3 separate regions of the Zea mays genome follow, and regions 1 and 3 are each linked to region 2. The links are chromatin contacts, called in public Hi-C maps. All regions are on one chromosome and are shown on one strand. Each heading gives the region's core, a stretch centred on a gene start, on an enhancer-like site or on the middle of the called end of the contact. The rest is flanking DNA. Distances are from core to core; before and after follow the strand shown. Region 1 holds the start of LOC100274000 (putative MYB-domain histone H1 family protein). Region 2 holds the start of LOC100273691 (putative ACR family protein). Region 3 holds the start of LOC103636036 (Protein QUIRKY).

Region 1 (4,604 bases), core at 27-2,526, 210 kb before region 2:
AAAAGGAAGATGACGAACTGAAAAGGTAGGTTACTCATAAAGACAATAAGTAGTTTTGATAAAATATTTGCACCGAGTCTACTGACCTAGCAACTGACTTATCTGGACTTTCCTCAGTTGGCAAGGACTCGAAAGCCATTGCTAACGGTTCCACATCAATGGCTGTGTCATGAGCATCGTCCATATCCTTCACATCTACATCCATTGGCTCAGCAGTAAGCTTAGGCACCACACGTCTACCTTTCTTCAACGCCATCCTTGCCTTCTCTCTAGACCCATAACCTCCTGCGGTGACACTCAAGTTGCGCCACTTGTCCTGCACAAATAGACCATACCGAAGATTCATTTGTACTCATCGATACAGGCATTCAAAATGAACTTGGAAACTAAAAACATATTATGCCCAACTAAACAAATCATAGTTATGGTGAACAAGATCAACACATGGAAGTGACCTCTCTCTCAAGGAACCATCAATACCTAGCAGGTGAAAAAATCTACATGGAATAAAACAAAGGGGTGTGGAAGCTTTTTGGGCATCATGATGCTACGGCTAGAAGTTTCTGATATACCAGATTACTCTCGAGCCACCTCAAAACTCTATGCAATACCTACTACCGAGTACCGACCACCTAAAATACCGATCTAGAACCAAATAAGGAACACGTCAGGATGTACGGAGCGTGCAAAACCGCGATTTTCTTTCATTCAGTCTAACCGACTAAAAGGACTGGAGATTTCCTCCATACTCCCCTCAGCTGATCGCCAAAAACCCACCGCCCACCCTCCCTGGCGATCCGAGCGTCACCTTGAGGTCAACATTGGAGCGGAGGCGCAGGAGCGCGCTGAAGTCCGAGTCCCGGAGGATGGTGCGCCACTTGCCGGGCCCGTGCTTGGCGACGCCGGCCTTGAGAGCGGCCTCTTCCTCCGGCGTCCAGCGCTGCTTCGGCGCCCCCATCCACAGCAAATCGAGACCAAGGAACCCCACCAGAGGATCCAACCGCCTCAGGCGTGCGTTCGCGCGGCGTGAGAATTTCTTGATCAGGGGAGCACGCAGGGAGGCGGTTCGATTTCGATCGGGTCCGGAATTCCACACGGAATTCCGGTGCAGGATCCGGGGCGGGCGTGCCAGGGGGCGATCGGGGCGGGCGTGCCAGGGGGCGATCGAGGACACGGTAATCCTAAAGAGGGGCGGCGGCGAAGGTTCTAGGGCAGCGCAGTGGCGTGAGATGGAGAGGAACTGAGGAAGCCATTACCCATTAGGCTTGTTTTGTTGTTGGGTGGAGAGGTGGCGGAGGACTGGCGGTTACGAAGGCGAGGGGATTAATTGCCACAGGCCCGGGGGTGGCGTTCGAAGGAAGCCCTCTTTGATTCTTCGTCGTCGTCATCAAACATAAAAATAAATAAAATCAACATAAAAATAAATAAAATCAAAGAGGGTTGCCCTAGAGATGGCAACCAGGCAATGGGATTCTATCCCGATTCTCCATTTTACAGGAAAAAATATTTTCTCACATAGCACATAAATGGGACGGGAAATGGTGAAGCGATGTCTATCTTCTTCCAAACGGGAATTTGTTAAATTTGCACATGACGATATTCCGTATAATAATAAAAATAAATAATTATTTTGTTAGATTACTTATTGTATAAATGTGTTCATATTGATGTACATATAACAATGCGCATAAATGACAATGTTTTGCATTAATAATAAAGGATGTACGTCCTAATTGTAGTTTAAGTAGGGACGAGATCCTCGTCGGCGATTTATCCCTGCAGGGGAAGAAATGTACCCCGCAAGCATTCGTGGGGATCCCCGTGGAAAAAAATTCAACACCAGGACAGGTATGGAAGTTATTCCCCAACGAGGAATTCCATGTTGCCATCCCTAGGTTGGCCGCTGAGTGTGGTTGTGCCGCCATAGACTATCCACGGGTGACCCCTCCCCTACGATAGCCGCAACTGTACACCTTAAACATCGCAGCGCTCTGTCGGGGATATGATCCCCAGATCCTGGGGCCCATCGGCCAGCGAGCACACTGGGAAAGGGCCTCTGGCAACAGGGGCCCACTGGTCAGTCGAAAGAGACAAATAACGTCTACTCTGGAAGAATCCGCCCCCAAACGAACCTTGTGGCATCGAGCCCGAGGTCGGGTTTGGCGGAACCGGACAGGGGGGCGGTCGCGTCGAAGGGAAACCACTCGAGTGGATCCTGCGCCTGGCCCTAGACCAACCCATCATAAATGATCGGTCACATTAACTACAAGCCCCTCGGACCCTACCTACCACTCATGGCCTACAAACCCTCGGGGTGCAGAGCACTCATGATCTACAAGCCCTCGGACTGTGGTGCATTTATGGCCCGCACGTCCCTGGACGACGGTGCACTAATGACCTATCGGGACTAGGCCTAAGTGCGCAGGCCGCTGGCAGGGCGCAACACGATGAGCCGCGCCGAGCCCCAGGCTACGAAGGTCGAGGGTCGGCATAGCCCAAATGATAGCGCTCAGGCCCATGCCACCAGCGACGTTCGTAATAAAGAATACAGGATAGCCAAGCGATTGCAAGCATGTGTGGCTTTACCCCATGGTAAGAACCCTGGTTTTACCATCACCCGGTGGATCCTTCCAAAGGAATCCACCACGGGCCGACCCCCCGCTCCTTAGCTTATAAAGGGAGGAGGTCGGCCCCCAAGCGCAAAGGGGGACCCTGTTCTAGAGGAGCGCATGGAGGACACCCTTCTAGAGAGAGCACTTGAGGGTTCTTTCTCTCGGGTGGACGATGCAAGGACGGACCCTAGAGAAGACGACGCCCAGAAGACCGACGAATTAGAGGAGGACCTGGAGATCGAAGCCCTGCTGCCAAGCCAAGACCTAGCTAGGACTCCACCTTGTAACCACCTCCACCCCGAACAAGAGACTTGGGAGCCTCTCCTCCCTCTCTCGCCTTGCTTGTAACCCATACTACGAGCTTTGATCATCAATGGTGTCGATAGCGCAAGCCGCCGATGACTATATGTAGGGAGGTGCTGCCCAAACTAGTATAAATCTTGTGCACACCTCGCAAACCGTCCAGAGCATGGAATGCGCACAATAAATTTACTTTTCGGAGCGAGGTTTGAAAGACCGACAGTTGGCACGCCAGGTAGGGGACTTGCGCTTTCCGTGCCAAAGCTCTTCAAGCTCTGGATGGCCAGGCGTGACACCAATCGCATCCCCGAAGCCGTGATTCATTTCGAGAGCCTCCACCGCCGAGGAACCTTGGCGCGACCATGAGGGCCAGTGGCGGTCCCCGCGTTGACTACACCCTAGAGTGGCATCCGCTTCGGGAAGCTCGATTTCATCATCAACCGGGAGGGCGATGCGGTCAGGGTGGGCCTACCTGGCCTCCTCCGCTCGAGAGCCCCGACGCGGTCTCGGAGGCTCTGCGTGGACTCAGCCTCTCCATGCGCGAGAGGCACAGGTCGGCCCTGCCTCCCGAGGCTGACAAAATAATATGATAGATCGTGATCCATGTGGGACCAAACCCCTCATATGATGATATGTTGGCCTTATTCACATCCTACGATATGTTGTGTCATGGATATGCAAATTTATAACAAGAAGATAGTAAGTTGTGTCTTGAATACAATTTTCCTTCATGAAGCCTATTAACTACCAAGACTTTTAGCTAGATAATATTTTAGGATTAGTTCAACTAATCTTCTTGGGCTACCAAATTATAGCAAAGTGATGATTTTCATGTTCTACTTACAAAACTACTCCTAGACTCCCTAGGTATTAAAGGGTTTAATTCTTTGGGCTTATTATTGGTTTCCTAGTCAAACAGTGTTCAAATAAGTTCAAACTTTACTCAAGGTTCAAAACAAACATTTTAAGTCTACCCAAAAAGTTTTAGGATTTTTGGGATTATTAAAATATTTCTAAAATTCTAAGAAGCTATGCTCAAGTACCTTACGCTATACATTTTATAATTTGAATTAAAAATCTTAGAAGTATTTTTATTAAATACTACATATTTCTTGGAGTCTAGTAAAATTGGTCCATGTTTTAATCATTTTTCTACTATTTTTTATGTATTTCACAAGTTACCAGGAAAAGGAAAAGAGAAAATAATGAACAGGATTGGGCTGAATCTAGCCCAAACCGGTCCACGAACAGGGAAACACGCTTGTGCCTGCGCCAGCGCTGACGATTTTGCGCAAAGATCCTAGATGTTTTAAACAACCAATAAAGAGTCTGTGGCACTGTTCCAATGTGTCACTGACAACTTCACATAAGCCTTCCCCTTCTCTGGTCTTTACAACTCCGGGTCCCCGACCATGTGCCGGTCAAGCACCTGGCCAGAGCCGTGCATTCTCGTCGCCGGTGACCCTCCCTAGCAGGAGAAAGTACACGGACATCGTCCCAGAGGCTACCTGAGCACTTCTCTTAAGTTAATTTGAATAATCCAACCCTAATTCATGTGTGCCCATGACAATAGCAGAATCCGAGCTCCGGCGAATTTGGACTACACAAGCCGGTAGAGTTCAATCAAACGACCCGGAAGGGATCAGTGACTCACTAGAACTATGGTGATCATGTGAATTTGGACGGAGAAGA
Region 2 (4,180 bases), core at 1,629-4,128:
AACAATGCATAAGTTCAGGACCTTGGATTTCGCTACTACTCTTTCCAGTCTAAAAAAAGTACTGCTTTTTGAATCAACAGTCCTCAAAGCACAACTTTGATCATTTACTAATGCACTATATTTACACAATCTAGTAAAATCACAACTTTGATCATTTACTAATGCACTCAAATCTACTCTTTCCATGTACGCATAGTAAGTATTCTAAAATATTCAGAACAACAGCAACATATCTTTTTTTTTTGTCTGATTGTATAGAGCATGTGCCTACGAAATCAACAAAGACTAGCTTCCAGCTTCAAGAATATATGTTGCAGTAGTACCAAACAGGCAACATTTTGAATTTACTTTTGGCACAATGAATGAACTGATTTAAAATCCAAACCTGGAGACTATCGGACACTATTCCATTTTTTCCATAGTCAATAATAAGAGCGCCTCCGCCGTCCGAACTAATTCTATCTGCAATTTGTTCGGTAAGCTCCATTGCTTTGGGGCAGACTTCAATGTGCTCAATCTTCTCAAGCTCCTCGGAGCTAGCCCAACCACAACGCTTGGCGAGGTAGATTAAAGAGGCTGTGGGATGGGGAGACAAAACAAACCGAAACCTGCTGCAAAGTAAGCATTACACGTTTCCTTACGGTTACAATTACATAAACATAGCCTGTAAAGCTTACAAAGAATCTTCTGCAATATCCACCATCTTTTCGCACCATCCACGTGATGCTTTCTGTACAGGGAGGGAGGGAGGGGGAGAGAGAAGGAGAGGGAGATTATTCAGTGCAATGGCTATAAACTCAGTTGGTGATGGATAACCACAATAAGAACTTAATCATGGGAACAAACCTGAAACTGATGGATTGGTAAGGCATCATAGAATTCATGTGCAATGATTATGGTTGGTGCTGCATATAATAAGATGGTTACAAATATTAGAAACATAAACTAGCCGATCAGCAATGGTAAGGTGGATGCTTTAGACCAGTGACAAGGTGTACCAACACTTGTGTAATCTCAATTTTACCTTTACCTACAACTACAGGAGTGGGTTAAGATTACTCCCATCATTACTGGATTTGTTAACAGTAAGTTGAGGCAAATAGCTGTTATTGTTGGTCCTCCTTAGAAAAGTAAACCGCAGTTTTATAAACCAATACTGCTGCTCCTTTTCATACATGATGGCAGATTCAGAGATTCCATAAGCCAATAAAATAGGTGTGAGTGTCCGAGCATGTTTGAATACCTAGGATTTTTCATATTAACTATAGCTAGGGAATTGACTGACTCTGATTAAAGACCCTAAAAGTGTCACTAATCTCATTAGGAAAATTGTCTCGAAATTTTTGCCCAATATACATTAAGATGAATGGTGGTGTAAAAGTCAATTACACAAGTGTTTCTGATAATATCAACTTCTGTAGAGATCATTAATTCAAAACCAAAAGGTTGAAGGTGAAAGAACCAGTTAGAACTTAGAAATGAAAAGAGCCTCATACATCCTGAGGGAACCTGTTCGAGGGAGGCATGCCAACAAACAGGGGCTCCACAAATCTTGCTAACTGTTCTCTTGCCATCACCAACATGTTCATCTTCACATTTCAGAGTATTATACTGGATTTTTTGCAATGTAGGGCTGCACTCAACTAAGTTAATGCTCAGTGCCTTGGTGAAGTTAGCAAACTTGGCCGATCCCTGTTCAAATAAGACATCCACTAAGAAGTAAGAACAACACAGTGTAACTTAAATACATAACAGACGCTAGCAATAAAACACACCCTAAGTAAATCAGCCAAGAGTGTTCCTCGTCCTGGGCCAAGCTCAATCAGATTCACCTTCGCTGGCTTTCCCATTTGCTCCCAGAGGCACATTGCCCATACACCAATCATCTGTGCCAAATAAATTCAATAGCAGCACAATCGGTTCATGAATCTCATTAATGCCTTGTTAGTTTGAAAAAAAGAGAGCACATCTTATGGCTGCAACGCTATACTTGAAACCTAGAGTTCATTACTGGATCGTGATTAAATAACTAAATACAGCACAGTGCAATGTTCTTCACACTAGTGTTGACAAAGCAATTGATTAGTGAGCACCAGTTTTACCTCTCCAAACATCTGGCTGACCTCTGGCGAGGTGATGAAATCCCCTGATTCCCCAAACACGTCACGGTTGATGTAGAATCCTGACTGTGGGTTCGTCAGCACCTCCTCCATGTATTCAGCTATGCTGATTGGCCCACTCCGAAACTAACGCCACCACAATCACATCGAAATGGACAATTAACATTTCCCCAACGCGAGCAACAGTGATTAACATAGAAACAGAAGCTGGCACCTTTATGATGCTCTTGATGTGCTTGACGAGCTCGGATTCCGACGACGGCTCGTGCGAGTGCTCTGCCGCATTTTGACACAACAACACCTATTATCAGATAATCAGAAACCCGAAACCCAGACACCAGTGCTCGTGAAAGAGAAGAGGCGGACGGAGCGGACCTGTGGGGTTGTAGAGCCCGGAGCGGTCGACGGAGATGCTGAGCCGGGCACCTGCATCACCATTGGAGATCTCGGGGAGGTCTCTGTCCTCCGCATCCTCCTCGTGGCAGGCAGCTGAAGACGAAGAAGGCGGTGAAGAGGTAGTCGGGGCAGACAAGAAGCGGGCGCGGAGGAAGGGGGCGATGGGAGGAAGAAGGCGCCGGTGAGTCGTGTTTCCGCAGCCACCGCCCGAGATACGAGGGGCGAGGCGGCGGAGGAGGGCGGCGGAGCCACGAAGCATCTCGACGGAGAGAGAGAGAAGTGAATTTGTGAACGGAATGGGCAATGGGCCGGAGCGGGAAGAGACGGATGCGTGGACTTCACTCGGGCCAGTTCACGGTCGAATTGGTCTGGCTCAGGGAGAATTTGCATATCGAGAGGGTTTACAAATTCACAGATGCAGTAAAAAGGAAAATATACATCTTGCCTCTCTTAACTATTATAAAAATCAATCTTTTTTCTTCATTATAAAATTGGATGCAGCTTTTTTACTCATCTCTTAAAACCGGTAACATGATCCCATAACTGTTTCCCGCGATGCTTTTTCTTTTTTCTTTTATATTTGTTTTGACATAATATTTAAAAGTTATACTAAATTATATAAAATGATAAAATAAAAAAACTAATTTTTTAAAACTTCACTTGAGAATATTCACACATTGAACATATTATGTAGTGTGATACTATGATTTAGTACAAAACTAATGTTGTAGTTATAGATCTATATTTTTTAATTAATTTATAACGGTATGTTTTATGATCAAATTGTGATCAAAGTTTTATGGTAAGCTAATCATTGCATTCTTGAGTTGCATGAAAAAAATCATGCATTGTATCATGCATTACTGTTATTTACCTAGGCTATGCTTATTAAATAGTCATTAAACAATAAAAGTGTGTAAAATAGAAAATATACGTTCTCCATATATAATTTAAAGTAGACTAGAGGGGTGAATAGACTAAACCTGAAAATTATCATAACAAACTTCGAGATAATGCTAAATCTACAGTTCAACTGGTGCAGGTCAGTTCAACTGCTATAAAGACAAATTGAACTACTCGGAACCATTCCAACTGGTAGAATAAATCTAGACTATGAATTACGCGGAAATATAATATGGATCTCTTATAATGGAAAACACAAGGGATAAACTAAGTGTGGATGATGAGAAATACGGGAGTTAATTCACCACAAGATCCACACGGCGAATAAACCTACATGTCTATCTTACCAAATTAAAATCACAATCACATATCAAGCAAGAACACAAGACACAATATTTTATCCCGAGGTTCGGCCACACCACAAAGTTGCCCTACTCCCGTTGAGGAGCCACAAAAGGTCGAATCTTTTTCAACCCTAATCCTCCACAACCCGACCACCGAGGTCAAGGGATTCTTTTCTCAAACTTCCTCACAAGAGTGGTGAATACAAACTTATTGGGGTCGTCCACAAATTTGGAGACTCCCAAGCAACCTCAATCCGTCTAGAAATCCTAGGGTTTCAAGAACAACAATATCGCACAAGAGGTGTTTGCAACAATCTCAAGGGATGAGAATGAGAGGGGAGAGGAAAACCAAATCCGAAAGCACAAGCACAAACCTTACACCAAAGGGGCTCCTTCAATCGATTTGATTTGAGAGCT
Region 3 (4,491 bases), core at 1,768-4,267, 170 kb after region 2:
AGTCCCATTTGGGAGGACCGGGTCCTGAGCTGGATGATACAGCCTTTGGATACACTTTGGAAGAAGCATATTCAGTGCGACGCAGCCGTCCAGTCACCATGGCCTCCTCCTGTACCAGGGCGAGGGAACAAGCAGTATCCAAAGTAGAAGGACGATGCACCATAATTACAGCTTTTATATCATCACGTAAGCCATCAACAAAACGCATGGTATAGTATAAGGGATCAGTATTTGACTCATAAGCTGCCAACAGATCAATCAAAGTGGAAAATCTCTTGACATATTCCGCTACTGTCCCAGTCTGACGAATATGAAATAGCTGTCGAATCAGTGATTCATGCTGCTCCCTACCAAAACGTGCGTGGATTTGTGCACAAAACTCTGCCCACAACATGTAACGGAGGCGGCGTTCAACAGATTGAAGCCAACACGCCGCTCTGCCCACGAAATGCATAGTGGCGACCTTAATCCACATGTAAGGTTCGACCTCATACATTTCGAAATACTTTTCACAGCTAGACTTCCATAACTGAGAGTTATCGCCATCAAATTGGGGAAAATTGACGCGGGGCAAACTGCCATGACCCGAACGATAACCCTCCCGACCCGATTCATACTCATGAAAATGAACACTATCCACTAGAATTCCAAAGCGGGGAGGAAATGAATCTGGATGCGTACCCTTGACCGGGTCACGAGTTTGGGTCGGGATGCGACCAAACTCACGGTCCCGGTGATTATGGACTACGTGGTGGCCATCGGGCCCGTCGGCGGTGAAAAATCCAGCAGGCGCACGCGCTGTCGCCGACCTGGATGGATGCAGCAGACCCGGGTGGAAGGGATCGTGCTCCCTGGATTCACGTTCCATGAAGAGGTTGGCACGCCGGAGTTCCAGCGCCAGATTGTCGACGCGACGCTCCATCGTTGGCTTCCAAGCCGTGATCTCCGCCTGATCCATCTCCAGAGAGATCAACCGCGCCTCGGTTTTCTGCTCCGCAGCGTCGAAGCGGTGTTCGAGCTCACCACAACGACCCGCCATGGCATCCAGCAGTTGCGTCTTCATGTGCGACATTTCGTCGAGCACTTTCTGCATCGCCGCCTCCATGCCCGCCGTAGTGGTGGAACGCGGACGGCGACACGGAACGGGTGATAAATCCTCCAGGATTGCCTCATCTGATACCAGATGTGAACAACGGACGGGAACTGGGAAGGAACCAGGAAGGAGAAGAGAATCGCAAAGGAAGAGCATAGTAGTTGTAGCGAGGAAGAAGCTGGTTGTATTGTTATTCTCTAAATTGATGATATCCGTATCCACAATTCAGCGTATTCATATACTACTGTGTTTACAACTCAGAAGGCCCATCATCACACGGCCCACTGTGGCCCAATAAACTTCGGATTCGGACGCCGAGCACGCGCGCTTCTTCCCTTCACACTCGTCACCTGCTCCTCCACGTTCGTAGACGTTCCGGCCTCCACAACAAGCAAACCGAGAAGATGGGAAACCACCATTACCGGGATCGGTGAGAGGGGTAAGTTGGGCCGCCATCGACGACCCGCGCATACAAGGTCCCTCGAAGTCTAGAGGGCAGTCTTGGATGATCGTGTACGTCTACCAAAGCTAGCCAAGGCCTTCCCGGGCAAATTAATCCACCGGAGCGCTACCAATTTCTCGTCGTCACTCCACCTCCGCTGCGGAGCCACCGCACGCCATGGCCGAAGAACGGTGCAGCGTGATACATGGTAAGGATTACTCCTACGCCTTTACTAGTCTCATGGCATAGATTTGTGCTTGTCGGGGTAGATTTTGGGTGCTGATGGGCTACTCTGTGACCTCACCGGCGGCACTCGGCCGTGAATGCATGGGTGCGCGGTCACCTGGCGTCGGGAGAAAGGAAGATAACACATGAACCATCGATCTGTAAGCGAGCGGCTGGGGTTAGATCCCATGCACCAGCTCGGCATGAAGTTAGGAGATCCATCTGATCTAGATCGGAGGGGTGGGAATGGATTGTCCCTCATTAAATTTGCATCGTCGATCTTCAATCCTACGGCGAGGGTTCCGTACCAGTTCAGTGAAAGCCGATCTAATCTGGGCGATCAGATTTTGATCGGGCAGCTGGAATCACTACGGGTGTGTTTGGTTTGAGGATTAAAGTGATCCATTTTCTTCTCACTCCTCACATTTTTATTTAGTTTGTTGAATAGAATAGGTTGATCCATCACCACCTCATTCCTTATAAGCTAATAATTAGTATATACATGAGGAGTGAGTTGATTTCATCAAAATTGATGGAATGAATTTATGATGCATCACCTCATTGAGCATTGGGTGACTCCACAAACCAAACACACTATACGTCGTGTGGCAAGTTTGCTAAAGAGACCCCGAGAGTTGGTAAAACAACTGCCGTCCACACCAGTGAAGAGAGTATTAAATTTAGGTCCTAATATTTGCACCGAGCATCCTGTACTTATTGATAATCATACCCACCGTCCTGTTTTCAGAAAAAAGAAATAATAAACCGAGAAAACCCAGGGAAATCTATAATAATTTTTAAGCATAAAAACAATTCCTAAAAGCTTAGAAAATCCATAATTTATCCATTCTAACTCCGAATTTAGTGGTTCTCGAACATACGGTTTCATAACGAAGCGTAGAATATATTTGTGTGTTTTATTTTCATCTTTAGTGTAATGTTATTTTTACCTATTACATGTCTATATATATGTATTGCTGCACATAGAACCGAGGTGACGAGGAATCTGAATCCCAATTATTGGGAAAGCACCTGAGTACCTGAGATCACAAGTAAAAGATAAGTTGTGTTCTTGATCAGTTTCTTTGACCTAATAATGTTCATGATTCTTAATCATTGTGGCACTGTTAGGTTGAGCTGACGGGGTCTAATAGGTTACCTTGTTTACCCTACACCTTGTATACAAATAAATTGTTGGGTAGTCTTGGTATTGCTCTACCTGGTTTTGAGATTAATACTATATATGAATCATGATCCTGTTTATCATTATTGTTAATAGATTATTTATTGTTCATGATAAGATCACTTTGTTAATTGAAACATGGAGCGACCACCTGAAAAATATATTGCTACCACAAGGGTGACCACCTTATTATAGCCCTCTAGGACGTCATCCAGCCCGTCATCGGACAGAGACAGGGAGGACCAACGACATCTTGAAAACTGCAGCATGACCAAAGCCTGTCGCCGAGACATGGAAGGGGAGTCGGTCCACCTTCCACTTATAACCTACACAAAGGCAACGTAAATAGGTCTTACCTCAGGGAATCTGGATCGGTGGTCGTTGAAACCAAGATTGGGGGAGGAGAAGTAGATCTCGCCCCCGGCCACGACTTCTAGAGGGGGTAAGACGACAACGACGACGACGAACTACGATGGCGGCGATGGTTGTCGCGGTTGTAGGTCACAATCCACCACTTCTGCCCCCCACCGAAACACCACAGCCGCCTTCTCTTGTTGCTCCTCCGCGCCGGCGTCGTCCACCGGATCCGACTCCGCCTTCTTTCACCAACCGTGCTGTCGCCTTGCCTTCGGTCTCCTGAAGTCGTTGCTCGACTTCAACGCCAATGGAAGGGAGCAGGATGTTTCTCCGCGTGCGCGCGGGCGTTTCCGTTCGCGAGAAGCCACCGACTAGGGATGAATAGGGCTCCTCCTCGCCTGGTGTGAGAGAGAAGGGAACGTCACTAAGGGGGCGAGGAAGAGGAGGCGATGCAGGAGTAAGGTAATATTGTATCCCCTATAGAGGCTAGGGACATGAGGTGCGGACAGTCTTAGACCATCTGCACTACAGTGCGTGAAAACTCACGGTAAACTGATACAATGAATGGTAGCGTAAAAAAACTTGCACCGCTGCACGCTACATTTTCCTGTATAGCTATGTAGCTAGAGGTGACAATAGACTCTAAATTTTACACTATAAGATTTAAGGATCGGATCGAATTAGAATCGAACTCTATTTCTATTCATTTTTGAACTAAAATTTATTTAGGGTCATACCATTTTGTGAAGAAGCATTTGAATCGTGATCCATTTTCACCCCTATCTAGCTAAAGTAAAGCACTATGTACAGCGCACACAAAATCTTCATGTATCCATATCGGCTGCAGCAAAAGCCCTGTGTTATATAGAGAGAAAAAATAGTTAGGTTAGAATGTGTATTAGTTGATATAAAGGGAATATGGAGGGATATATGTACGAATGATTGTAATATAGAGTAAGAAATTTTGATGACTAAATTATGAATTGTGATATAGAGCAAGAATATAGAGTAATGTACACTGCGCTGCTGGTTCTGGGTCTGGGCGCAGCCGCGCACAGAACAGAGCATGTATACATGGAATGCTCTGTTAACTGTCGGCCTGTGTTTAGGAACGCGATATAAAACAGAAAAGGGCAGGGGGAGCTGGGAAGAAGTTGCCAACTAGCGTATCGGCGGCGCCACCACCCAACC

Evidence for each region. A called contact is a pair of places that touch in the nucleus more often than the background predicts.
Region 1: a Hi-C map of leaf shows a contact between it and region 2, with 7 times the contacts expected there. The contact joins the promoter of LOC100274000 here to the promoter of LOC100273691 in region 2. A contact is called at or near these places in 11 of 25 Hi-C or Micro-C datasets (bundle sheath, ear, endosperm and 5 more) and 1 of 3 datasets of contacts at active chromatin or transcription factors (seedling).
Region 3: a Hi-C map of leaf shows a contact between it and region 2, with 4 times the contacts expected there. The contact joins the promoter of LOC103636036 here to the promoter of LOC100273691 in region 2.

What each region holds. Positions count from the first base shown.
Region 1 is chr8:144,133,041-144,137,644 of Zm-B73-REFERENCE-NAM-5.0, reverse strand. LOC100274000 (putative MYB-domain histone H1 family protein) reads right to left here and starts at 1,276. Exons shown (of 6, transcript NM_001148386.1): 1 at 809-1,276; 2 at 87-316. The coding sequence starts at 958.
Region 2 is chr8:143,927,501-143,931,680 of Zm-B73-REFERENCE-NAM-5.0, reverse strand. It overlaps LOC100273691 (putative ACR family protein), which reads right to left and starts at 2,878. Exons shown (of 10, transcript NM_001148103.1): 1 at 2,496-2,878; 2 at 2,335-2,396; 3 at 2,103-2,246; 4 at 1,776-1,886; 5 at 1,497-1,692; 6 at 847-905; 7 at 678-730; 8 at 386-608. The coding sequence starts at 2,775.
Region 3 is chr8:143,755,716-143,760,206 of Zm-B73-REFERENCE-NAM-5.0, reverse strand. It overlaps LOC103636036 (Protein QUIRKY), which reads left to right and starts at 3,017. Exons shown (of 1, transcript XM_008658396.4): 1 at 3,017-4,491.